Regions from separate parts of the Zea mays genome. Here all the other regions are linked to region 2. The links are chromatin contacts, called in public ChIA-PET and Hi-C maps. All regions are on one chromosome and are shown on one strand. The core of a region is the stretch at or near the end of the contact, and the rest is flanking DNA. Distances in the headings are between cores, read along the strand shown.

Region 1 (2,891 bases), core at 255-2,754, 470 kb before region 2:
GTCTATCTCGCCGAGCAACGCTGAGCCGTCAGCGGTGTTGAACGGCAGCCAGCCAGTGTTAAGAGCCGGAGCCTCGCTCGTGTGCAGGTGCAGCCGTCCCCAGTGGGAGAACCCCATCTTCGTCTGGGGGTCCAGCGCGCTCTTGACGATGCTCGTGATCTTCCGAGTCATGTGGAAGCATGCGTATGCGAAGAATGTGAGGACCAGGACTAGCGTCTGGTAGGTTCTCAGCGAACCGGCACCTCCGAATAGCCTAAGGCCAGGAGGTTTCTTGCTCGCCATCTGTTGAGACTGAGCCATGAGGACACAAGTTTCGCTGAGAAAGGTCACCGCCGTGCAGCTAGCGCCGGCTGCAGGGACGCTTCTGGAACCAGCAACGATTACCTACCACCTGAAAGAAAGCAACCAAGGGAGATGTGATCAGGATAACAAGCCCGGCGCAAGGAGACACAAGATGATATGGTTGCTACTCTTAATTCGTAATAACAGTATGCAACCAACAATCATGCTCTAGAAGGTTGGAAAACAGTGATCTCAATCTCAATGCCGCCTCGTGCAGCCGTTTCATTTACATTACACCACAAAGATGCACCGAAATGATCCAAAGCATCTCAGCATATTTCGGGAGACAAATTGATCTGCTTATTTATTATTAGCCAAATTCAATGGTGACAGGTGCAACTGTGCAAGACATTTGTTGATCTTGTTCATTAGCAACCCTGACCCTGGATCAGAGACAATACAGCGATCAAATTTGCATGTCCCTAAACGCCCCACGGATCAAAATTTCATCGAATTCATGCTCATAACTCCTAATATTAGCCCAGCCGCATCTATACCAGCCGATAAACTAAGGATTATTCCCCCGAAGTCTCAACTCTGACTCCCTCAAGCAGCATATTCTCTGAAACCTGCACAGGGACAGGGAGGAAGTTTTCCAAGTGGACGCAGGTAAAAAGGTGATCTTGACACTCGGACGCCCAACGTCCCTGCAAATATTTCACAAGTCCAATCACGGGAGCCGTGCTGTGACCCCACCCTATTTCCAGCTCTCAACAGTCAACACGTATGATCTCACACCTGACGCAACGCACGACCCCAAGTCCAGGGCTGGGAAAACACAACCTTTTGCCCCAGAAACTCCCTATCGACCCGTCAGGCCGTCACCAAAAATTTCCCCACCCGAAACCCCTCCCCTGAACGAACCCATTGCAGCGGCACAAACCCACTGCACACACACCACCGTGAAAAGAAAAATAGCATCGGAGAAGCAATAGCACAAGCTGCGGATTCGGCTCAGAACCGCCGCGGAGATCAAGAACAGGACAGAGCACGGACCTGGTGGGGTGGGGGTGCTCCCGGAGCAGCGGCCGATCTTCGCCGGGTCGGACGGGCGGCCGATCTTCGCCGGATCGGATTGGGCGGCCGCGCAAATGCACACGCGACGCGGCGGAACCACGCAACGGGGACCGTGCGGTTCTTTCTTGTTCGTGGTGGTGTCCTCGAGCTCGGTTTGGGTGGTGCGAGTGCGAGTGGGAAGTCACCGAGCGAGGGCATTTATTGGAAGCTGTGCCGGGTAGATTTTACGGTGCTGCCCTTGGACGGAACTGGTAAGTTAGTAACGTGTTTTTTGGCCGTAGACCGCGCTCACTCACACGACGGTTTCCGCTGGCAGTTTGGTAAACCAAGGCGAGGGCAATTAGGTAAAGTGGGGGGGGGGGGGGGGGGGGGGGAACTACTAGCGTATGCGTATACAGAGTTCCCAAGTCCGGTTTGGAAACTCCACGGCCTCACTTTTTGTGTTATCTGGCGTCCATTGTCTCTTATCCACGTTGGAAGAAGCTGTTTATCCTGATTTCCCATGTGCAGTCCAATATCGTCATGTCCTTTTTAAAATATATACCTTCTAGATTTTATAAGTTAGATTATAGTTGAAGAGTAAGAGATAAAATATTACTTTGACATCATAAATAAGTTAGAATTGCTTGATTTATTTTAGCTTATTTGTGATGTTAAAGTGATATTTTACTCTTCTACCCTTATAATATAATCTAAACTAGAAAAAGAGTAAACGTATCCTAGGTCATTACAGTTTTTTATTTGTCATGGTCATGGATGAAACGCATGGAGCCAGGTGCACAGTGAGCGCAACGCCCGAATTTTTTGTATTTTAGCCCTTAAACAGAAGTAAAATCACGTTTAGACCTAAAAAATTTTTAAATGCAGTTTTGGACCCTTAGCTCGGCGCCATAGCCTGTGGCGCCGAGCTAACACAGCTCGGCGCCACAGCCTATGGCGCCGAGCTTCGTGACGTGGCAGCCCGCGTGGCACCTAGCTCGGCGCCACAGATCTTGGCGCCGAGCTAGGAAATATCCGCCAGACGCCTTTCTCTCTGCCCGTTTCCTCTGTTGTTCAGTAACCGCGCCGAGCCCACCGCCGCCGTTGGGAAAACGCCGCCGCCCCGTCGCCGTCGCCTTCTCTCCGGCCACCCGCACGCCCAGGTCCGGCGGCGCGGCCGCCCTACTCTCCGGCCTCCCCGCCCTCCCAGCGCCGGCGAGCTACGCCGAGCTCGCCCGCCCCGCCCGCCTACCTCGCCTGGGCCGGCCGCCGCCGAGCTCCCCGGCCACCGCACAGCCTGCTCGCCGAGCTCCGGCCCCGGCAGCTCCCTCCCCGTCCACCGCGCTGCCTGCTCGCCACCGGCCGGCCACCGCTCCAGCCCCGGCAGCTCCTTCCCCGGCCGCCGCGCGCTCACTGCCTGCCCACTGCCGCCCCTGGTATTTTTTTTTTAATTTCTTAGTTAGTAAACTCTTAGGGTTTGTTAGTGATTAGTAATTAGTTAGCTATCCAATTATTTATTGTTTAGTAAATAGTTAGCTTTTTTGTTGTTAGTG
Region 2 (2,700 bases), core at 189-2,688:
TTAGTTGGTCAAGCCACATGTGTTGTTATGGCCCTGGGCCCATCTTACGCTGACACAACCTTGCACGGGATGAAAGTTGGTCGAGGTCTTCGCGCCTTGGAGTTCGTCGACGTAGTTCTTGCTAGAGTCGGGTGGGACGAACCCACCCTCGCAATTGACGCCATCAGAGAAGATCTTCTCTCGGATGGATCCGCGATGCGGTGCAAGACCCCTTCTTGATCCGTAATGCAGGAGAGGGATCTAAAGCAGAACACCTCACCGACATTGAAGGTGACCGGGGTATTGAAGATGATAGCCATGCTTTTGACCAGGACAACGTCGTTGACTGTGACTCGATGGTACGCGCAAGAGCACGTCGAATCACACGAAGGTTTATATAGGTTCAGGCCGCTAGAATGCGTAACACCCTATTTTTTGTCGAGGCTATGTATTGGAGTTTCACTGGTGTATACAGATTATAGGCGAACTGTGGGTGGTGGAGGATGAGTTCTCCTGCTGGTCTAATGGTGCGTGGTTGCTATGAAAATGTTAATGAGCTACGGGATAGTGTTGGGATGTGATGAGATAAGATGCTTTCGTAGGGGTACCCCTCGGCCTTATATAGATGACTAGAGAGTTATTCTTTTACAGGTTGTCACTATCTAACTCTACCCGAATTCCTTTACGGGTTGTCAATATCTAACTCTACTGGAATCCTCTTTTAACGCAAGATGCATTCATGCTTATTCGAAGTTCGGTCACTTTTTCAGTCGAGTTAACGCCGAGTGTTTAGCTCTTCAGATGTGTGCAACCTCTTCGCGCGAGACATCAACGTTCCGGTCTGCGCATAACCCAGACATCCGGTCTCTATTTCCTTGGGTCAAGCTCGTCCGATCTAGGCCTGGTTGTGATTCGAGGGTTTGTCTTGCTAGACATGCCATTGGGAGCTCATGAAGCGTTTATGTGTTCATAAGAACACAGAGAATATTTATCTCCTACACAACCAAACACCCCCTTAATATCACTCAATTCACATAGAGAAAGGCGGGATGAACTGAGCCTACAACGGCTGTATGGGCTTATTTACACCGCATATTGAAGCCCAACTCACGATGTTTATTTCCACAGAGCAGACCCACAACAGTACAACGGGCACTCATCAGGCAGCATATGTCCGAGTCCGATACAGTCAACCAATCGAACTTGCCTCCGTGTTGACCCAGCACACTAGGCGGTACACCGCTCTCCCACACCGTACGTCCCTCATCCAACGTTCCACACTCGCTCCATAAGCGGTTCCGCATCGCCGCACCCAGTCCACATAGGGCAACCAACCTTCCCCACCGACTTTACCTGTACCACCATACACCGGTCTCACGCGCCCACGCTGTCTTAGCCATCCAGCGCAGGATAGCACCCGCGGCGCACGCTACGTCTATAAATAGACCCCCACCCCCTCTCCATCGAGTTCTTTCCCCAGAGGCACCCTCAATCCCCTTTCCCCTCCTCCCTCCAGACTCTCGGAGGCGGGCGCGCGGATCTGTCGGCCGGGGCCGATCCAGTCGATTCCACCGGACAAGGCCGCCAAAAACACACTCGCTCGACGCAGCGAGCGGGGCCGGCCCTTCGTGCCGCGGGGCGCCCGGTGGCGAGGGCCGCAGCGCGCAGCGATCTGAAACCCTAGGTGGTGGTGGGCGCCGCCGCCGTGTGTAGACGCGATGGATGCGAGGTTCCCGTACTCGCCGGCCGAGGTGGCCAAGGTCGAGTTCGTGCAGTTCGGCATCCTCAGCCCCGACGAGATCGTAATACCCCTCGCCTCCCTCCCCTCCCCTCGCTGCTACTGTCATTCGAGCGGGTCGAGGGTTGAGTTGAGTGAGTGGTCAGCCTTAGTGTAGCTGGACTAGCTGTTTGCTAGTCTACCAGTACCACCCCATTTCCAGTGCCAGGAGCCCAGGATCCTAGTTCAGGACATGTTTTGGTGCAATTCGTGCCTGATTTGAGCTTCATTGCCCTATTTCCTGATTTGGTCTAGTTGAAATCGAGCAATTCTGAATCTGTAGTATAAGCGCACAACCGTACAGACCTTCATCCCTACAATCTGAGCTTCATCATCAGGGGAAAAAAACCGAAATGTATAGGTTTTGCTTCTTGATGCCTGGAACTATGCATATAAACTGCTGGAACAGTATTGTGCAGAGATGAAATGTATGGTTGAGTTTGGAACCTTAGCAGTTCTGCTTTGTTCTTGGGTTTCAAGTAATATGATGAATTAATTCATGTACTGTTGTGAATTGTGATCGACACAGCTCATGATAGACCTTGAATTTTGTTGTTGTTTGCCTTATTTTTTGGGCACATGCATGTTCTTAAGTGACGCGATCTGTTTCGTATAGTATTGTTCTGATCTGGCTGAGTTCAACTTCGGCTGAAACAGCTGTGTGTTCCATATGAACACAGCAGAAATTCCATGGTAGTTAGCAACAAGATGACGTTACTACCGAGTTTCTTTAACTGTATAATTTATTCTGCCGAATAGAAACGCTTCATTAAAACATTATTCTGGTTTGTTTGCACGTGGCGTGCGAGGAACAGGTTTCTGGGGATAGAAACTAATGACTGTTTCTTTCTTCCTGCTTTTGTAGAGACAAATGTCGGTGATTCAAATAGAACACGCAGAGACCATGGAGAGGGGCAAACCGAAGCCTGGTGGGCTCAGTGACC
Region 3 (2,700 bases), core at 140-2,639, 300 kb after region 2:
TGCTGCATTAATATCTTGAGCTGTCACACCATTCTCGGCCACAACGCTTTGAACTAGGAACTTGTCCTTGCACTGCATGTCAGGTGGTGAAGCCTTCTGTGCTTGCATTGTCACTAACAACAGACAAAGGTTAAGCAGACATAAGTACAAATTTGAGTCACGTTAAGTGGATTTCCTAGCATCAGGCTGTTGTTTCACAATGTCATGGATTTCGGTGCTACCTGTAACATTGCAAGTTGAGCCAGGTAATACAACACCAATATTAGGACGCACACAGTACTGCTTTGGGTTGGTTGTTTTGACCTACAAATCACAGATAAGATATAAGATTTGTGTCTACAGTGCAATCTATCCAAGTGAATATCTTGGACTCTTGGAGCATGAAAAGTGACATTGAACAATAGTTACCTTGAATGCTACATAATGGTCAGTCTTATTGGTCAGTTGCATGGAACACGAGCTCTGCCTCATTATCTCAACTGTCATGTACAAACAAAAATAAAAAACAGTTCAGGCACATAGCAGGACAGTTTAACCTACTGTATAGTCAATTGAAAGACCTATAACGCATTGCAGTTATTTCAAGCTAAGCAGGCAGACAATGACCAGAGTCAAAAGCGGCGCCAAATATACAGGCAAATTTTATTTCACGCTACCACACGAAAACAAACAGCGCACACCAATACAGTTACAACGCAATCTTTTGTACTAGATCCCAAAGCCCCGGAAAGGCCAAATAACTACCAAAACGACGAGTCACCACTCACCACTCACCACACACAATGCACACCGGAAGCGTGCACCAAGAATCAAACAAATCTGGCCCACTCAAACCCCCAGCAGACGAACAGATCGGCACACAAATACTAGCACACGTCATTCGAATGATGGGCGCAACCTACTGCTACAAGAAGGCACGATTCTACAACCCACTCCACGAACCAAGCTGATTAGGGGGTAGCAAGTCCACCTAGGGAGGATCGCCGACCATGTTTCCCTACCAAGATCACAGCTTTGACCAAGATCCAATAAAAGGAACAGTTACGTCAGCATCCCAACATGATCCAAACAGCCTAGATACGAGATCTGGGAGAACTTACAGGGGAATGCGAGCTCCGACGGCTGGATCTCGAGGAAACTCACGCTTCCGCCGCCGCTCATGGCTGCTTCCTTGCTCGATCCCTGATCCAGCAAGCCCTCCTCCTCTGGCAGGGACGGAGCAAATCAAGAGCTCCGCCACAAATCCGACCCGAAAGGAATCGAATGCGAAAGGCAACAGCGCCGGGCCCTCTGATCGATGGGAACCAGGAGGGGAAATCCCGAAAGGAATGATGAGAAGGAGAGATGGGAAATTCCGGTCGCCCTCCTGCCTCGCTGCAGTGCCGGGCATAAAAAAAAAGAAGGTTGCAGCAGAAATGTGTTTAAGGCATGGGGTCATTTCCCTTGATGAACTACCGTACGAAATGACGGTTCTACCCTTTGGTTGGTGGCAAACTGGACTATGCAGCAGCTGAGCTGGATGGATCCGTGACGTGGTGGCTTTACACCGTGCGCAGCTGGCTGCCAAATGTTCAGGTACAGGTCGGAACATGCAGTTGCATCACTGTGCAGCCTTCAATTGCTTATGGATCAGATTCAGCTGTGAAACGATATAATACAATATTAGGTTGGTCAAATCCTTATGCTAAACCTTCGTTAAAATCAAATGCATTCTTTCTTAAGTTTGGTTGTTTTCAAGGAACTTGCAAAAAAAAATACAGATTCAAACAAATACAAGGGCAGGCCCAATGGTTAGTAAAAAAACAGTGGTAAGAGATATGCAAATCTCATTAAATACTAGGACTAAACCTACCTAAGCATTTTGCAAAGCACCTACATCAATGACATAATGTTTTTGTAAGAATTTTTTATGGCTAGAGCATAAATGGACGCGCCTCAACTCTCCGCACATTTTTCTTAGTTGAAGCATACCCTTCCTAAGAAAAAGTGTAAATAGCCCCAACTCTAAAAGCTAGCCATTACAAACTTTTCTAAGAGCGTCGGGCCAAGAGATGAGTATCAGACCATTAATGTCGACTATAAGGTGCTTCTGTTCAATTTAGTGAGTGTGAGACTCTGAGAATGAGCGCCAGACCATTAATTAGGAAGCGAATGGACGACGCCTTTCTTGTGATCGCTCCCTCCGCCTCTCATGCTCTGCGTCATCCGGCACGGCGCTCCGACGACGAGCGAATGGACGAGACGGAACGAGACACGACGCGGGGGAGAGAATCGACGCGAGTTAGCAGCGGTTGGTCGTGTGTGGGCCCACCCGCCCGACGGCGGCGCCTTCTCTCTTTGGTTATTACAAACACAAACATGAGGCTTTGTTATCATACTTTACACATAAATATAATGTCATTACATAAATTGATTATAGATTTAAGCATGTCAGTTCGACTAACAAGAAAAAACATCTAGTGCCAGTATTGTTTGTAGGAGCTACATATTAAGATATTTTTACCATTTTCAGCAATTTATAGTTTAGAGCTTTGTTAGGCCATGTACACGTAGGTTCTCTTTTGTGAGTGTATATTTGGATTTTGGAATTAGGTAGTTTGGGATAACAGTGGACGTAGCTTTCACATCTTTTAGTGCATGGTATGCTGTGATCATACGCAGTAGTGATTGATTTTGGCGGAAAGTTATTTATGGCTTTGA
Region 4 (2,700 bases), core at 49-2,548, 370 kb before region 2:
CAGATAACCGGAGAACAAAATCACTAACGGCAAAAGCCCATGAAGAAAATTGCAGCTTTTAAGCACAGGTGCAAGACTGCAAGCTAAGAGTTCAAGATAAAACAATTAAAGCCAAACACATCGACATTTCCGTAGCACTAAATAGAGAACTATCATAAACATCACCAAGCAAGCAATATAATCAAACAAGCAGTAACCAAGGATAAGGAAGTTTTTTTTTTTAAAAAAAATAGCGTTACAATTTAAGAAATATGAGCAAATGGGGAAAATATTTTATATGCTATGCTGCGAAAAGTAATGTTCAGCACTTTGTAATCACCTCATCAACTATTTGAGTAAACTTGGTTGCCTGCCTCTCGTAAATCATACTACCAGAATTTGCCTCAGTTTTTGCAGGCAGTATTGGGCTGTGCACAACTAAATAACAGTCTTGCCTATTAAGTCAGTAAATTTGTCCTCGCAAAAAGAAAAAAAAAACTAAGTAGATTTACAGCTTGCTCGAGATGTAAGGAGGAATTTGTTATAAGAAAGCGATGCAGATCCTAGCTGCTAACCGTTTTATGACCATAACGGTATAATAAGCATTCAAACACAGGCTTCATGCTCCCTGCTGTAACGGGAATGGAGGAAGAGTAATAACATATCGAAAAGGATAGTTAACTGGCATAAACATTTAATGAGCATAGCAAATCCTATTCACGTAGCCCAGAAACCAATAATAAAAATAAAAATACTACCGCATAACACAAACTGGCCAAGAAAGAGAGAAAACTTGCATAGCAGAGCAATTCATCAGCCTAACATCTACTGGCACCATTCTCCGTTACTAATGACGCAACTTTACTGGCACATGATCGATAATCCAAGAAATAATAAAAACAGTGATTCCTCCCGGACACAAGCACTAGCATCACCTCAAAGCGGCACTATTATTTCTGGATGTAAGTGGGAGATGTCAAAAGCTAATACAGGACATACATTCATCACAGGGTTTTATTCAGCAAATAGTGACCCAGACGCAAATTCCCGAAGTTGGTAGGCATAACACTTGTAAATTAGTAGATCAGAAACAGATCCGAGTACACATACAGATAGTAGACAAATGGGTCAAGTTAGGGTTACGAAGCTCGGTTTCTCACAGAAGTAAGGGGGAGAAGGGGTGAACATACCTGTGGGTGCTAGTTCGTCGCCGGCGAAGGTACTGCCGAAGACCTGGGCGCCTGGCGTAGGGCGGCGGCGGTCGCGCAGCTGTCCCCACGAGCGAGAGAGAGCACGGCGCGCGCACGCGGCGTGTAGGGGAGAGAACTAGAGAAGGCAGGTAGGCACTAGACTGGGCAATAAAAAAAAATTGCCTGGGCCTGAGGCAGGCCTGGATGGGCCATGGGGCCTTTTTTTCCATCAGTCCAGGTCTCCAGGAGATGCTTCTGCGTAAATACTCTACGAGGGAAAAAAAAGACTAAGGGCATGTACAGCGCTCTTAAATGAGTCGTCTGTATGATGCCATGTCACAGAAATTTGCTTACGTGGACTATAATAAAAAGAAGGAAGAGGAGCTTGCCGTCGTCTCGTGCTCACATGCCAAGCGACGGCCTCATCTACCGTTGTACGAACAGGAGCATCTTTCACCAGAACTTCTCATCTCATATAGAAACCATTAAGGGCCTTAAATGAATTATAAATAATATATACATGATGTAAATAGACAGGTGATTGTACGAGCTGTCTATTCATCCGTCTGCATGTACTTTTCAAAAAAACTTGTAGATGGTAGCCGTCTGTGCACTGTACGTGCCCTGAATTATCCGTCTCAACTGTTGTCCAATTTTTCTGATTAAAAAACAGCTATTTTTAAGAATTAAAAGCATCTCCAACACACTAGTCAAATGATCCATTAAGCTAAATTTTAGCTGTTTAATATCAAAATAATCATCAACTCGCTAAACGATCCGGCTCAAAGTTAGCTCTCTCGCTAACTAAACTTGGCTAGCCACTCCAGCTAACCAAACTAACTTGTCTGTCTATTAGAGAGTCTATTGCAATAAATTGTGACATATAGAGTTTAATCTTTCTCAAAGGTAAATAGAGAGTCAAATAAAGTGTCAAAAATAGAGAATCCCTTAGAGATGCTCTAAGCCTACATAACCCCTTACCTTTAGAGAATGGTCAACTTCACACCATTATCTTCAAAATCAGTTGTTTAGCACCTTCAAATTAATAAAAACCACACAAATAACAACCTAGTCAGTTTAATAAAAACCACACAAATAACAACCTAGTCAGTTTTAGTTGACGATCATTCGACACTGATTTAATTGGTACCCGTTTTGTCTTTTCAATTATGTCTTCTACTAATATCCAAAATTTATATAATTCTATACAAAAATTAGTAATCATATATCATATTCGTACCATTTTTCTAAAATTTTAGGATTACCATATCAATTACTAAAAATAAAAAACTACAATAAAAGAGCTTAATGTTTTGTCTCTGGTTCATTTCTTATCTTATGAGGCTAAACATTTTACTAGAGCAAAAATAATATTGCCGGTACCCCATAAATGGGGTCTTCTACTGTGTCTAAGACAGAGACTTGCGTGGTTAGCCTTTTAACCACACGCTAAGGAACTGAGCAGCCAGGCCCACGGGACCAGACTCGTTTGTTAGGATCGCTGGCCTCAGGACCTGCTCCAGGTTCAGGA

What was found. A called contact is a pair of places that touch in the nucleus more often than the background predicts. ChIA-PET counts read pairs in DNA pulled down with a chosen protein or histone mark.
Region 1: a Hi-C map of leaf shows a contact between it and region 2, with 8 times the contacts expected there. The contact joins the promoter of LOC100281074 here to the promoter of LOC541967 in region 2. A contact is called at or near these places in 5 of 25 Hi-C or Micro-C datasets (bundle sheath, ear, leaf and 2 more).
Region 3: a contact with region 2 is called in an RNA polymerase II ChIA-PET map of seedling, with 5 times the contacts expected there. The contact joins the promoter of LOC100286234 here to the promoter of LOC541967 in region 2. A contact is called at or near these places in 6 of 25 Hi-C or Micro-C datasets (bundle sheath, leaf, leaf mesophyll and 1 more) and 1 of 3 datasets of contacts at active chromatin or transcription factors (seedling).
Region 4: a contact with region 2 is called in a Hi-C map of bundle sheath, with 4 times the contacts expected there. The contact joins the promoter of LOC100282755 here to the promoter of LOC541967 in region 2. A contact is called at or near these places in 6 of 25 Hi-C or Micro-C datasets (bundle sheath, ear, leaf and 1 more) and 1 of 3 datasets of contacts at active chromatin or transcription factors (seedling).

Annotation. Positions count from the first base shown.
Region 1 is chr10:80,584,785-80,587,675 of Zm-B73-REFERENCE-NAM-5.0, forward strand. LOC100281074 (glycerol 3-phosphate permease) reads right to left here and starts at 1,505. Exons shown (of 3, transcript NM_001370688.1): 1 at 1,339-1,505; 2 at 1-391. The coding sequence starts at 300.
Region 2 is chr10:81,050,258-81,052,957 of Zm-B73-REFERENCE-NAM-5.0, forward strand. It overlaps LOC541967 (DNA-directed RNA polymerase II subunit 1), which reads left to right and starts at 1,439. Exons shown (of 14, transcript NM_001305817.1): 1 at 1,439-1,781; 2 at 2,622-2,700. The coding sequence starts at 1,698.
Region 3 is chr10:81,353,158-81,355,857 of Zm-B73-REFERENCE-NAM-5.0, forward strand. LOC100286234 (vesicle-associated membrane protein-associated protein A) reads right to left here and starts at 1,390. Exons shown (of 8, transcript NM_001159122.1): 1 at 1,101-1,390; 2 at 409-479; 3 at 222-303; 4 at 1-113. The coding sequence starts at 1,161.
Region 4 is chr10:80,678,518-80,681,217 of Zm-B73-REFERENCE-NAM-5.0, forward strand. It overlaps LOC100282755 (prefoldin subunit 2), which reads right to left and starts at 1,299. Exons shown (of 2, transcript NM_001155661.2): 1 at 1,170-1,299.